Regions from separate parts of the Gossypium hirsutum genome. Here region 1 is linked to region 2. The links are chromatin contacts, called in public Hi-C maps. All regions are on one chromosome and are shown on one strand. The core of a region is the stretch at or near the end of the contact, and the rest is flanking DNA. Distances in the headings are between cores, read along the strand shown. Region 1 holds the start of LOC107892269 (isocitrate dehydrogenase [NADP], chloroplastic/mitochondrial). Region 2 holds the start of LOC107892276 (DEAD-box ATP-dependent RNA helicase 14).

Region 1 (3,486 bases), core at 48-2,547, 160 kb before region 2:
GCTTGCCACGTGGCCCCATATAGATGCGGGTGTAACATTGTTAGTGATGGATTTGTAGAGAATATGTTACAAATATGTTATGTTGGAGAGAAAATGAAAGAAGAAAATAAAGTTGGGAGAAAATGAGAGAATAATTTTTTTTGACAGAAAATGAGAGAAGAGTGATTGTGCATTTATATACAAACTAAAAGGACTAAATTACATAATATTTAAAACTATTATTAAAAAATAATAATATACCCATACTTACCTACCTCAATTATTTACCTGTTGCGTGCTAGTATACTTTTTCTATTGCAACTTTCTACTGCATTCATGTATGCTTGTATTATCACGGGTTCCATTATTTCTTTGCTCTGCTGCATGCAAACAAAAGATTGCATTTTATTGCTTCTTTCATGCATGTTGTCATAGGTTCCTTTCTGTTGTGCTACTTGTAAACAACTTTTATGTTTTAAAATAGTGAAGTTACCCCCCAAGTAGAGATGTCCATGGCCGAGTAAGGCTGGGTCCTACAAAAATTTTAGGCTTATTTGCTAGGTTCGGGCTCCGTTTAGTTCAAAAAATAGGCTAAAAATTTTATCCATGCTCGGTCTAGATAAAAATGCTAAAACTCGGGTCTGGCCTGACTGTATTATTTTCTTTTATATTTCATATATATATTTAAAAAATATAATACATCAAAAATATGAAAAATATTAAAATAAATGTTTCCCAACAATTTGACAATAAATTAAAAAAATATGTATACTTAAATAACACCAAGATAGCTGCAATTTAACAAACAAATAACTCTAAAATAGTAACAAAATTAACAATAAAACAAGAGTTATAAATATCCAAATAATAACAATAAAATAATAGAAACATAATTATGAAATGGTAACAAAATAGTGAAAAAACAACAAGAAAATAAGAAAAAAAACTGTATTCGAGTCAGGTCAAGCCGGGGTCAGGCAAAAAAAGCCTTAACTGAGATCAACCCTTTTTTTAAACAGGCCTTATTTTTTTGTCCAACTCCATTTTTAAAGCTTATATTTTTACTTAAATTCTCCCACTTTTCAGGTGGCCCGGCCATGGACAGGCTTACCCCAAAGTGCTGACTTTGTGTATTTTTTGCTAATTAATTCATAAAACTAGTACATTTGAAAATAAAGAAAAAAAGAATTTTATTATTAAAAAGTTTTTTAATTAATCCAATAGTTGATTAGCTATCCATAGCCGTTGGATCACAATACCCAAAAGCAAGTCCTTGACATTTTTCATTGTCAAACAAGCCGTAACATAAACCATCCAAAACGGCAAAGCAGTGTCCTTAAAACGCGAGCGTCAAAAAAGGGAAATTTTGGAAAACTCTCGCTCTTCGACTCCGCGCTATCTCCTCGTCTTCACCCGCCTTTACAAATGCTCTCTTCTTCGTTTTCTTCTTCTTCGACGATTCTCACTCTAAGAAACAAAAACCCTAATTTTCTTATATCTCTGAGAAATGGAGCTCTCAACAACCGAGTCGTTTTCACCGCTCAATTCCCTCGTGCCGTTTCCCTTCGGTGTTACGCTTCTTCCAGCGGATTCGATCGAGTTCAAGTTCGAAATCCAGTCGTCGAGATGGATGGTGAGACAATTGACCAAACGGCGATAAAGGATGAGAATCGTGTTGAAATTAGTTTTTATGTTTGTTTTTAATTGTTTTTTTTTCTGCTTTTTCTTATTTTTTAAAAAAATGTGATCACTGTTACTTCTTTTTGTTTGTAATTCTTAGGTGATGAAATGACGAGAATTATCTGGAATATGATAAAAGATAAAGTATGGAAGCATATTTCATGATTTTTTTTACATTTCGCTAATTATTTATTTGTAATTAATGCTGAATGCCGAGTGTTTTTGTATTTAATTGCAGCTTATATTCCCTTATCTTGATTTGGACATAAAATACTTCGATTTAGGGATACTGAGTCGGGATGCGACTGATGACAAAGTTACTGTCGAAGCTGCTGAAGCAGCCCTGAAGTATGTAGTATTTACTGAAGGCTCTTTGGACATGATCATTGTTCTGTTATATTATTATTAATTTTGAAAAGTAACTAATGGATTCTGTTGATAATATACCTGATCTGATAAGATATGAAAGAAGCTTGGGTGTCTAGAATTGCATTATTAACATAATAGGGCTACGAACGAGACATTATCATTCATCCATTTGTAAATAGATAAAATAAGTTGTAGTATCATGACGAAGATGAGTAGTGTTATAATATTAACGATTGTGATTTTTCTGTTTGCTGAGTAATTGGACTAAGGCTGGATGATAAAAAAAGCTTTGCCTAGGTTGAGGTTTGTTAAGAGAGATTTGTACAGAGTTCTAGCATCCGATTGGAAAACGGTGTGTTTTTTTTCCCCTTTTAGTTTGGAAGATTTAAGATTTTCCATCATTCAAGCAAAAAGTTTTGCAATTGTAAAGCGAATGCTTGAAAATTTGAAGAATTTTATGGTATCTTTATTTGCACTTAAAGTCTGCAGTTGTAAAGAATTTCCTTATTTCTTTTAGGTATAATGTTGCTATCAAATGTGCAACAATAACTCCTGGTTAGTCATTCTCGTGATTCTTTAATCTTTACTACTCTTGTCAATTCATGTATTTCCTTATCATTTATAGTAAATATCTAGACCTGTCCAGGGGTCGATTGGAATGGGCTCTAGCCTGGTCCCAAAAATTTTCTAAGCCCAGACCGAAATTTGGCCCAGCCCAGCAGCCCGTTTCATTGTTTATATATTAATATAGGTTTATGTCACATTTTGGCTCTTAAAACTCTTTTTTTCTGAAAGAAGCCCCTAAACTAATTTTACTACTTTGGTACTTCAATTTTTTTTTGTCCCACTTTGGTCAACTATCATTTTTGTCTCAGTTCAACTAAAAAGATAAAATTTACCAATAAGAACATGACACATGGCATATTTTTATTGAACTCAAGTAATTTTTGGAGTTACAATGAGACGAAAATGATAGTTAAAGTGGGACTAAAAAGTTTGAACTACCAAAGTAGTAAAACAAGTATAGTTCAGGGGCCAAATTGTGACTTAAACCTAAAATTTTTTATAATTTAGTTTAATTATAAATTTATCATTTAAATCTAATTCGGGCCAGGCCGGTGACAGGTCTACAAATATCCAAGGATTTGCATTGTTTTTTCATTAAATAAAAAAAAAAATCTTCAGCATATATAATGCTAAAGTCTGGTTATGTTGATTATGCAGATGAGACAAGAGTCAAGGAATTTGGGCTGAAATCTATGTGGAGAAGTCCTAATGGGACTATTAGAAACATCTTGAATGGTTATTTCTTAATAATCTCTCATGTAGCTCTTACTTCAAGGATAAATTTTGAATGTTTGACATATGTGGATTCATCTTTTATTTGTTTAAATATTATCCTGAAATTTGTAAGATTTATCTTCCATAGGCTGCCATTGTGGATATGTGCTTAGGCAA
Region 2 (3,232 bases), core at 16-2,515:
GGCAAATGTACTAATTTTCAATTTCAACTAAGACCAACAAGAAACCAAATGAATCAAGAGCAAGATTTAGAGTAAAGAAGTAGAAAAAATACCTGGTTAAACCTTGATACTGGCTCAGGTTTTGATGCACCATTGTTGCCTATTTCATAACGATCATTTTCCTTGTCAGGATTATACCCATAACGCACTTCAGAATATTGCTGAATCTGAATTGAAGAACGCATTGGGGAAGACTTCGGGACAGAATCTACAATTGTGGGCCTCTCATATTGGGTTACATTGGTCATTGGATTCCAAAAGTAGAGATAACCAGTTTTACCATCAACTAGGCCTTTCCATGGTTTGGGAAGAGTGGGATCTGGCGGAGCAAATGTTGGGTCCGCAGAAGAAGCAGTTGCAGTAGCAGCCATTGCAAGAAAAGCAACAATAAAAATCTACAAGCACCAAAAACTCCAAAAAGGAGCAAATGAGAAACTAATAAAAGAAATCATAACTACAAACTCAAAATGTAAATTGCTTGGATAACCAAAATCATGAGCTGAATTTCCATTTTAATCAATTTTTCATTTATAATAAATCATTACTTTTCCTTTTACCTCTTGCACTTGTACTTTAACCATGCATTCCCAGGTTTAAGCTAACCTCGGAACTCACGGATGGCAATATAACTAGAACAATAATAACTCCAGCAATCAAAAGTTTCACATTCAATCAAATCCAACAACTACATGCTTAATCGTGCATATGCAGACTCTGACTAAAGCTGACCTAACAACTCCAACAATAATAACGAATAAGAAGAAATAACTCCCAACACCTACATGCTTCACATTCAATCAGATGCCAGATTCAAAATCAATACGGAAAACCCCCACTTTTCCTCATCACATACTATATTAATAAAAATTAAAACCGTGATCCCAGTTTAAGCCAAATGCAATTTATGAAAAGGAAATCTGAAAAGGGGTAATTAGAAGTTGGAACCCTAAACTCTCACCTCTTTTATCAAATATTAGAGGGGATTGAGATTGGCATCTAAAAATATAAAAACAAATTTCAGATATGAAAAACTCAAATAGAATTTACGGAAACCTAAGTACCTGACGCTATCGTCTCGAGGAAGCTGAAGGGACAGTCGATTTTTTGAATATCGAAATTTAAAAGGCAATAACTTTTCTGCTATTTTTAGGGTTTTTCTTGGCTCTGTGTTCTCTCTCTTCGCTGCGTTTCCGTAAACAAAGGTAGAGAGATTCAAAATAGGCTGTTGATAGAAGGAGAAAATTTATAGGCTTTTTAATTCTATTTTTTATTTTTATTTTTATTTTTATTTTTATTTGGATTTCATTATTAAATTAAAATGAACCAAAATATCCCGAAAGTACGCGCTTTTGGACAGCTGTTCTTCTTATTATCCTCTTTTTAAAATTAAATCTGGAGAAATTAAAAGGGGTTATGTACAAGGCCCATTTTCGAAATTATTTACACAAATGGGCCGTTTCTAAATATAATTATGAATGTAGACTGAAAATTTAAAAATACACTGACGTAGACGCGTTTTCAATGGATAATCCAGAAAAATATTTTCACGTCAATTTTTTTCTTTGTGTCAGATAAAAATGCACTGACATGGATGCGCTTTTACCGTGCTCCAACAACTATCAAAATAGCCATCGAACTAATTTTTTTTTTAAATGTCATTTTTAAAAATATTACAAAAATAGACTATTTTTTAAAAAATTTACAAAAATAAACTTTTATAAAGACCCAAAGTGGCAGCACTATTTTTTTTTTGTGCCAAAAATTAATGTGGAAATAAAACTTACAAAACAAATCTTTATAAAGACTAAAGTCTCATTTCTCTTGTTTTCTTAAGCAGTGTAAAGATTTATATAAAGATTGGTTTCCCTTGGTCTATATAAAGATCTTTTTTGTAAGTTTTATTTTCACATTAATTGGTGGCACCAAAAAATAAAAAAAAATTGGTGTTGCCACTTTGGGTCTTTATAAAGTCTTATTCTCATAAATTTTCAAAAAAAATTGGTCTATTTTGAAAATGTTTTAAAAAATGACATTTTTTAAAAATTTAGTCCGATGGCTATTTCGATAGCCATTAGAGCATGGGCAAAAGCTCATCCACGTCAACACGCTTTTGCTTAACACAAGGAAAAAAGCGTTGACATGGAAATGTTTTTTCTAGATTATCCCTTGAAAACGAGTTCACGTCAACACGTTTTTGAGTTTTCGGTCCATACCCGTAATTATTTTTAGAAATGGCCTATTTTCGTAAATAATTTCATAAATGGGCCTTTATTGATACATAACCCAATTAAAAGAGCATGAGAAAAAAGTAATGGATTTCAAAAAGGAATACACCAAATTTGAATTGTGGTTTATTTGTATGGATGAAATTTTAATTTTAATTTAATTATGCATATTTAAATAAATGAATACAACATTTATTTTTATATCGGATTACTATAATTGTTTGTGTATGCAATATATTAACATAAAATTGTGCTAACTCGATAATGTTGTTAGTGATTTATGAAACTAAACCAAAGAAAAATTTCATGTATAAAATCATACAAAATTAAAATTCATACACGACATTACACAGTAGATCAAAGTTTATTTATAATTTTAATATTTAACCCTTTAAAAAATAGCTGAGAACTTTTTTATTTAAGAAGAAAATTTTCTTTTTTTTAAATAAAAAAATTGTTGAAAAAGATTCATCTATTAATGTGAATTACCATATGATGATAAAATAATGTATTACCATCAATGGAACACGTTAATAATTTATGGGGGTAAATATTAAATTTAAATAATAAATTTGTTTTAGTTTAATGTGTTTTGTCAATATGAAATTTTAATTTTAATTTAATTTAATACATGTAAAGAATAAATACTGATACATCTCTACTTCAATTTGGACTCGGTTGGACCCTCTATTGAGCCACCCAAAGTCCATTAAGTAACATAATTAGTAGGAACCATCATTTACTTATAAATATCCTAAGATACCATTTAGTAAAGGGACTTCTCTCCACTCTCAACTCTAATACACTACCACTTCTGCATGAGTCCCTCTACCTTTTTAGTTCTCTGCCCTAGAATGGGTGAACCAACCTCCTCCGACACCGCCCCCTTCTCTTTATTCTCCACTTTTGTTGATATTGTGTATCAACAAATATATGCATTTATTTTCATATCGGATTAATATAATTAT

What was found. Hi-C and Micro-C count contacts between places; a contact is called where the count stands out from the background.
Region 1: a contact with region 2 is called in a Hi-C map of leaf, with 2.0 times the contacts expected there. The contact joins the promoter of LOC107892269 here to the promoter of LOC107892276 in region 2. A contact is called at or near these places in 12 of 34 Hi-C or Micro-C datasets (anther, callus, hypocotyl and 2 more).

Annotation. Positions count from the first base shown.
Region 1 is chrD09:8,800,561-8,804,046 of Gossypium_hirsutum_v2.1, reverse strand. It overlaps LOC107892269 (isocitrate dehydrogenase [NADP], chloroplastic/mitochondrial), which reads left to right and starts at 1,297. Exons shown (of 15, transcript XM_041101671.1): 1 at 1,297-1,612; 2 at 1,760-1,803; 3 at 1,898-2,007; 4 at 2,546-2,583; 5 at 3,253-3,330. The coding sequence starts at 1,405.
Region 2 is chrD09:8,640,731-8,643,962 of Gossypium_hirsutum_v2.1, reverse strand. It overlaps LOC107892276 (DEAD-box ATP-dependent RNA helicase 14), which reads right to left and starts at 1,265. Exons shown (of 10, transcript XM_016817309.2): 1 at 1,101-1,265; 2 at 320-434; 3 at 93-247. The coding sequence starts at 410.